Linked DNA regions of Gossypium hirsutum: region 2 is linked to region 1. Evidence: chromatin contacts called from public Hi-C data. All regions are on one chromosome and are shown on one strand. The core of a region is the stretch at or near the end of the contact, and the rest is flanking DNA. Distances in the headings are between cores, read along the strand shown. Region 1 holds the start of LOC107910200 (mitogen-activated protein kinase homolog NTF3). Region 2 holds the start of LOC107910203.

What was found. Hi-C and Micro-C count contacts between places; a contact is called where the count stands out from the background.
Region 2: a contact with region 1 is called in a Hi-C map of leaf, with 2.9 times the contacts expected there. The contact joins the promoter of LOC107910203 here to the promoter of LOC107910200 in region 1. A contact is called at or near these places in 14 of 34 Hi-C or Micro-C datasets (anther, callus, hypocotyl and 3 more).

Annotation. Positions count from the first base shown.
Region 1 is chrD02:21,748,904-21,753,249 of Gossypium_hirsutum_v2.1, reverse strand. LOC107910200 (mitogen-activated protein kinase homolog NTF3) reads right to left here and starts at 2,023. Exons shown (of 3, transcript XM_016837981.2): 1 at 1,486-2,023; 2 at 850-1,307. The coding sequence starts at 1,272.
Region 2 is chrD02:22,057,768-22,061,895 of Gossypium_hirsutum_v2.1, reverse strand. It overlaps LOC107910203, which reads right to left and starts at 1,348. Exons shown (of 5, transcript XR_001687538.2): 1 at 1,102-1,348; 2 at 1-288.

The DNA of each region.
Region 1 (4,346 bases), core at 774-3,273:
TTTCCAAAACTTCATCCCTCACATAATTTTCTCAATTACTACATAAAACTCCTGTCTACAAATGCTAGAAATCTCTTCATGCCCAAACAAGTGAGAGAAAGTGACCAATGCTTCCTTTTAAAAACAATTTTTAAAATAATAGGCCTTTGCATAAAAGCTTATCGATCGATAAGCCTAGCAGATATATTAGTGATGAAAGTAATAACCATGCTTGCAATATCAGGCCAGTACATAATGCCAGAAAGGTAGAAGGCCTAGAACATGTTTGTCTGAAAAGCTAAAACCAACTAGCTCCCATTATGTCAGTCCCTAACTGTTGCCTAGACATGTTAAAGCATTGGACATCAATTAGTATGAACAAACGCTTTTCTCCATCAATATTCAATACGGTGTTAAGAATGAATACAACATGTTGACAGTGAACTTATACGTTGATTAGAAAACAAACAGAAAGGAAAGTGCATAAACCATCTAAACACATAGGTTCCGAGGCATAAAACTATAATGTACATGATATAGTAGTATACTAGTAATGCAAAATTCCACAACATAGCGTCCAGGGAATACACGTTCAAATTTGACCATTTAGGTTCTTGCTTCTTTGCCTAATCTTCATTTTTAAGCAAAACGTAATGAAGTTTGACGTAAAATTCATGCCGAGGAATGCTCTGTTAATACATCCACAGACAAAATTTTAACAGTTGTAAACACGGACCCTTCGATTTCTTGATCCTTTATATTAAACTCAAATGCAATGCCACGTAGCAGAACAGTTATACATATTAATCAAATTAAACAGCAAAACAAACCAGTAAGATGCCTTTGCAAAGGGATTGGAATGGTAGATACCTGGAAGAGGAAATACTGACAGTGATCATTTGAAAGAGCTTGGGGAGACTTAATAATTTGATGCAAATCCGTATCCATAAGTTCATAAACTAGATAAACATCCTTGAAGCTTCTCCTATGAATTGGCATCATAACATCTTTCAAAGCAATCACGTTTTCATGTCTAAGATGTCTAAGAAGCTTCAATTCACGCAAAGTTCTCAGTGCATCAACAGGGTTGTCAAAGGCATTGTTTATCTTTTTAATGGCAACTTTGTCGTCTGTTTCGCGATTCACAGAAGAGCAAACGATACCATATGCCCCTTTCCCAATAGGCTTGATCGGCACATATTTGGTGTCGATTTCGAATAATGTTCTCCACATGGAATAGTAATGTTTTCCTTGGTAATGAATACCATTAGGAGGCTCAACTGGTGTTGCCATTTCTTGCCTTTAACCAAAATTTTGAATTAAAATCCCTGGCAGGAAAAAAACAAAACCATACTTAATCAGGAAATAAAGTACGTATTTTTTTTGGGTTGAAATTTTTAGTAATTATTTTTTTCAGTTAATTAGTGGAAGACGTCCACCTCATCATACAATTAAAGGAATCAAGAAAAGAAATTAAAACTGAGGGATACATTGTTAAGTTTTTACCTGCTTCGAAATTTTCTCAGCAATTCTTCTTTATACCGAAAGTGAACTGCGGAAAGTCCCGCGATACTGTTGGCTAATCAACGTCGGAATTCATTTCAAGATTTTCAGAAACTAGAAGGGAAAAAAAAGAAAAAGAAAGAAAGGAAGGTAAATTAAAACTCCATTTTCATCGATGAATGCCCTAATTGAAACGATGTGGCGGTTGAACTTTGAGCAAAAGCCTGACCGATCTTGATTTCGCGGGAAGCCAACTAGAGCTCGACACCAAGAAAAAAAAAGAGGATATACTTTGATTGTTAATGTAATTATTGCTTGTCAACGGTGAGATCCAAGGGGATATCTTCAGAGAGGAAGCTTCGTTCCCTCGACGCCATTAGAGCAACTACAAAACCAAACAAATTGTTGGGATTTGTTTTATTTTTAATTTTTATTACATTTAAAAAGCACCGGGTTTTGCTCAGGTGACGACAGCAACTGGATTTTATTTTTAATATTATCTTTTTCCCATTCATGTAGGGTCCGTTGTAGCAGTGGCGGCAACCAAGGGCCAAGGCGGTGTGGTGTGTTTTAGTAAGGTAAGGTAACTGTGCGACGTCGTTTACATAGGGTTCAAAGCAGGAATGTCTTTTGATACAAGGCATTGGTAAAGAATTTTATTAAAAAAACAGTAAACTACACACAATTCACTAAACTATTGGTAAGTTTACGATTTTTGGTTATTTAACTTTAAAAAATTACAAAATTGTCATTGGGCTATTTGAAAGTTTTGATTTAAGTTATTGAACTATTTGAAACTTTTTTTATTTAAGCCACTGGGCTATTAAGTTTTTTTTAAAGTCCGATTAGTGAGCTCCAAATAACGATTCAACGATGGATACAGTAGGTTAGTACCCATCGACGAGTAGAAGAACTTTCCTTAAATCCAAGTTGATCCGACGATCAGTGCCGGAAAGCAAAGAAGAAAGTAGTTTGGATGTTGGTTCGTGATATTCAAAATTGTTTAATGAAAAAATTGAACCGTAAAAGAGAAAGAGAATGAGGGCTTTCGACTATTGCAGGTGATGAGAATAGTGAAGGCCATACAACAATAATTTTAACAGCCCAACGATTTAAATGAAAACTTTCGAATACTTCAATGACTATTTTGTAATTTTTTTTTAAATCAAGTGACAGAAAACATAAATTTGGGCAAATTACATATAAAAGCCCTATTTTTTTAAAATTTACCGAAATAGGCCCGGTAAATAATTATTTACCGAAATGGGTCTATTTCCCCGAAAGCGCATCCACGTCAGCACGATGTCAGGGTACGTGATAGGAAAACGCGTCCCTGAGGGAGCGTTTTGCCTACGTGGATAAAGCCCGCCCTTAAGGACGCGTTTTGCTTGTTTTTGAGTTTTAAGGTTTAGGGTTTGGGGTTTAGGATTAAAAATTAAATAAATAAGGGATTAGAGTTTAGGGTAGAGGTGTTCATGGGCCTGGTAGGGCCTAGTTCGGGTCAGGCCCAAAAAAAAATTTTGGACCGCTTCCTAGGCCCGAGGCCGGGCTGGCCCGAAATATGGGACTGAAATTTTGTCCAGGGCCGGCGCGGGAAAAATTTCTAAGCCCATAAACACCAAAAAAATTATTTTAAAAATAAAAAGAATAAAAAAAGTATTTTAAAAATATTTTAAAATTAAAGAATAAAAATATTTATTTATTATATATTCGGGCCGGGCCGTGCCGGGCTCGAGCCAAAAAAGTGGTGCCCGAGGCCTGGCCCGTTTTCTAAACGGGCTTCGCTTTTTTGCCCAAACTCATATTTCGAGCCTATATTTTTACCCGAACCCTCCCATATTTTTTGCCTGGCCCATGAACACCTCTAGTTTAGGGTTTGTCTATTAAATTATTTAAAAATTATTTAAAATTGGATTAGTTTTCGTGTTTATTATTTTTAAGAAAAAATCAATTAAATTAGGGTTTAGGGTTACTTGAGTAATTTAATTAAAAAAATTTTAAAAATCAGATTAGGGTTAGGGTTTTTGTTAGGGTTTTGGTATTTTTAAGTTAACGATTTTTAAGGAAAAATCAATTAAGTTAAGGTTTAGAGTTTAGGGTTTGTCAATAAAATTGGATATCCGAGAAACAGCCAGTCAACATAAGTTGTGCAGATGGTGTAGGAACGCAGGCCATACAAGCCGATCATGCCCAAATCGCAATAGTTGAACGTTATTGTAAAAAACATTGTATTATTTATATTTTTTAAATGGAAAATTGATACAAATATTCAAAGTATTGACTTATTTAAAAGAAAATCTATTTTATTAAAAATATTAAAGTAAATTACAATTACTTTATTCAAAACAACGTTTTATTTTATTAAATGAAATAATATAGAAATATTCAACATATTGCCTTATTTAAAAGAATTTCTATTATATTAAAAATGTAAAAGTAAATTTCTATTTTAGTACATAAAATAATATAGAAGAATTTCTATTTTATTACATCAAATAATATCAAATATTCAAAATGTTTGTAAAAATATATTAAAATAAAAATCAATCTCCGTGCCCGCCGGATTCAGTGCCACATGGCGGCCGTCGACAATTACGCGCTGGATTCCTCCTTTGTCCAGCTTTCGTCGGGGGTTGTGGTTGCTCCGGTGGGGATTCTGGTTCCTCTGGTAGGGTATCTGGTTGTCGGTGTTGGGACGATGAGCCACCTTAATAGAATAGTGACTGTGGAGGTGTTTGTATCACCAACGGCAAAACTGTTTGAAACTCATACAGTGAAGGGGATTGGTAAAAAGAAGAGCTCCCTGACGGCCCTTCTTGTGATCCCTCGTGCGATGCTGGCCTATACATCAGCGGTCCACTCGG
Region 2 (4,128 bases), core at 99-2,598, 310 kb before region 1:
TGCTAGCTCTATTAGACACCTGATAAGAAGGCTCTTCAATTTCATCAGCTACGCACCTTTGACTATCCCATCGGAAGCTCCATGATGGCGAACATGTCGTATTTCTATGCAAAGTCTCAACTCCAGTTCTCTTTGGAAGGGTCCTTTCCCTTGCAGCTACACAACAAGCTGATCCCATGATCACTCATATACCTCAAAAAAGAACAGTATTGCAAATTCACACCACTGATTCAAGCAACGCAAAATGCAAGGTGAAGTACTGCATAGGGGGTAAACAGCAAGTATTTCCTGTAAAATATATACTTTTAAGGATAAAACAATAGCACAAACTTTGGAATTCATAATTTGAACAGATAAAACAACTGCAACCAACTAAACAAACTCAAAATACAACTACTTCAAGCTAACCACATGTTTCATTTTCCTTAAAGAATTATTTTCACAAGTTTATTTTATTTCCCTCATTAGAACAAGACCAAAGCTAAAATTTAAAATAAATACACATGCGCACGCACCGGAAATATTAGTATTAAAAATGAAATATGCAGTTAATTACTAGGGGCTCGAGAGTCTTATGCTTTTAGATATCAACAACAATAAATAAATTGAAGAGTAAATTGAAAAATAATTACTAGCAAATAACACAGTTCAGCTGAGGAAAAACAATAATAGCGAAAAAATCAGCTGGTTGAGACCACCTTCCTCAATTAATCATCCATGTACCTGACTAACTCCAAATTTAGAATAGAAATAATGTAAATTGAGACATTTAAGACGCGAATATTTACATTATTAAAGTGTTCAACTACTCGTGAGCATAAATTTGTTCGACTTTGATAATTAAAAAGATTAAAAGAAGCAAAGAATCATCGGTTCGAACATTTACTAGCTGTGTCAAAAAAAAAAAGCTCAAAAGTTCAACGAAATCTGAAAAACAAAAGAAAAAAAAGGGCTCCAATTAGGGTTCAAAACCGGCTGCGTTTCATATTCCACACGGTGAACTGATATCAAGCTTTTCAAGTGCCGAAAAATATCATCCATAAAACAACAAAAAATAAAGCGACAATAACAATATAATCAATTAATTAAAAAGGAACTTACAGATTCAACAATTAGGCAGTCAAGGAGGTGAAGAAGAGAGAAAGAGAGAGATTCGAACGGCGTCGAAAAATCCGGCAGCGGTCAGAGAGGATCGGCCGATGCTCACGACGGAACAACGAGAGAGTCAAAGGGCACGGATGTGGGATTGTGCAACGTCTGTTGGTACTGAAATTTCTGCTTCTTTTTACGCTCCCTTTCTTTCCTTCTTCCCTTTTCTTCCGCCTTTTTATTTATTTTTAATTTATTTTTCATAAAGAAAAACGTCTCTTTGTTATTTTAATTTTAAAGTGTAAATTGTAATTATTCAACCATTACCACACCAAATTACGAAAACTTTTGAGTTTATCACTACTGTTTTTTTCTAATAATAATAATAATAATAATAATAATAATAATAATAATAATACATCTAGTCCTCAATTCTTACATATCATATCAATTTAATTTTAATTCTAAAACTTTTATTAATTTAATCCTTAAATACATCTTCGTTATAAATCTAAACCATAAAATATATATAAATAAATTTTATTATACTGTATTAAAATATATAAATAATATAATAATTCCTCAAATATATATATATTAATATTTTACAGTATATTTTGATTGTCTTTTGCCATCAATTCATGCGAGAAGATACCAAGATTGCCTCTGTTAGAGGACTGTAGACGTTGGCATTGACATACCCATGGATAAGACTAACATCTGCTGCATTTTGATTCCTGAAGTAGCTTCCTTCATTTGATCATCAGTCTGTAAGTATAACTGAAAAGAATAAAAGCTTCAGCTTTGGAGTGTTGCAATCCAACATGGTAGGAAGCTATTGAGTTAACTCTAACAGGCTTTTTGACCACTTACAAAGATTTGGAAATTTGGTTTTTTACTGTTGGTTCTCTTACGATAGCTAGTGCCATATAAGCCTACAAAATAGTCAACTTACTGTTGAACCAAACAATCCAACTTCTTGTGTTTTTTATCCTCAAAGGAAACAAGAGAGATGTGAACAACCATAACACTAAACCCGTATTTCATGTCTTAGTATAATCAAAAGATATAGGGGAAACCAAGATAAAAAGCCTTAAACACTTGCATGCAAATGTTTTCCCTTACATGAAAGTAGTATCATCATTACCATGTTCCTATTTCTTTATGGTTGTTTCAAAAAATAAAGACAGAATATATATATACATTGAGGAAATATTATATATTATTTATATATTTTTTAATATAGTATAATAACAGTTATTTATAAATATACTTAATTAAAGGTTTTGAATTTGTTTTATAACTCTGATTTATGATGAAGATGTGTTTTCAGATCAAATTGACAAAATTTGTAAATATAAAGGGTTATGTTTGTTGAATTATCTAGGTGCGTTTTAAAATTAATTAGGGAAATAGGCCGTTTTTAGGAGAGAGAAAGTGAAAGCGCGTTCAGTTGGGCATGTTTTTTGCATAAATGGCAAAAAAGCTCGTCCAGTTGGATGCGCTTCCACTTTCTCTCTCCAGGGTTAGGACTTTTTATTTTTTTTATTAGGTTTTAGGATTTTAGGGTTTTTAGGGTATTTTGAAAGTATTTAGGGTTTTGACTGAGACGACAGAAGTTCTTAGGTAATTTTGAGGGGTTGGGGATGTGATAATGCACCTCTGCACACATATATTTCATATGTCATGGTGGGATAAGACCATCGCCTTAGAAACCTATCGTAGGGAAATAAGGTTTCAAGGTAATAATGCTTGATACGATCAGGGGTCGAAGTCTAGGTGGAGATCTCAGTCGGAGGTTGTGCTGCGGTCACAAGTTCGAGTATAACCGGGGGGCTAGGTGACAATCGTTATGCGGTCAAGAGTTTAAGCTTTCTGGATACCCATAAAAAATGCCTTATATATACCATAGATAAGATTGGTGTCATAATCATATGGAAAAAATTTGGGGACTTTCGGTGTAATCAACATAATCTTTTTCTCTATTTCCAAGCAGTCGGTATCTTTAACCTTTCATTCTTGTTCGAAGATTGACACCGAGGTGGACACAAGGGGCTCTAAGGTGGAAAGAGGATGTTCCAACACAGTAGAGGTTAAACTCGGGTCGATGCGGCAATGGTCGTAGTTATTAATGGGTTGTGTAATAACGACAACTGTTGTCTCCCCGAAAAGAGCATCACCTTTACTACACCGTAATAGATGCTCCCCGCCTAAGAGTCCTCTTGTGTCTACGACGGTGCCAACCTTTGAATAAGAAGGATGGTTAAAGGTACCAGTTGCCTAGAAATAGAGAAAAAAATCACACTGATTATAGTGGGAAGCCCTAGAGTTTTTTTGTATGAATATGTCATCAAAATTCTGTATGGTATTTATAGGACATCATTTTTGGGTATCTGAAAAGATTGAGCTCATGGCCACGTAATGATCATCAACTAGCTTTCCAGTTATACCCCAGTCCATTACAACATAATGGTCATCAATTGAGACCTCCATGTCGACTTCTACCCTTGACAGTAGAAAGTAAAACCACCCCATAACTGACTTCCCTAGGATAGGCTTCAGAGGCAATTATTCCATCTTGGCATGATATATGAAATGTGTGTGGATCAGAGTGATACTCATCACTAATGACTCAAGAATACCTCGAACGTAAACCAAATATTTTTAACGATCGAAATTTTTAAGGCTGGGAAATGATTTATAGTCGTAGGGAAGATGAAACTTGGTGTGTGTGAGCCCTTTTATAGCCGTAGGAAAGGGTCTGTTTGCAAAGAAAAACCTTGAAAGCACACTACAAGAGTGATGAACATATTCTAAATGTGTTTAAAGTGTCTGAATTATTCAAAGTGATAGGCTTTTTACATGAGAAATATGGAATTTGTTAGAGGAAGCTTGTCTAGGCTGGAAAGCTCCCCTTGCTGGGTGAGCTTCCTTTAACAAATTTCCTTTCTTCTAGCAGTGAAAGTACCTTTTCAGATGCTTGTAGAGCACGTTATGCAACGCAGAATCTCTCGGGAGCACAGGCGTGATGAAATTATA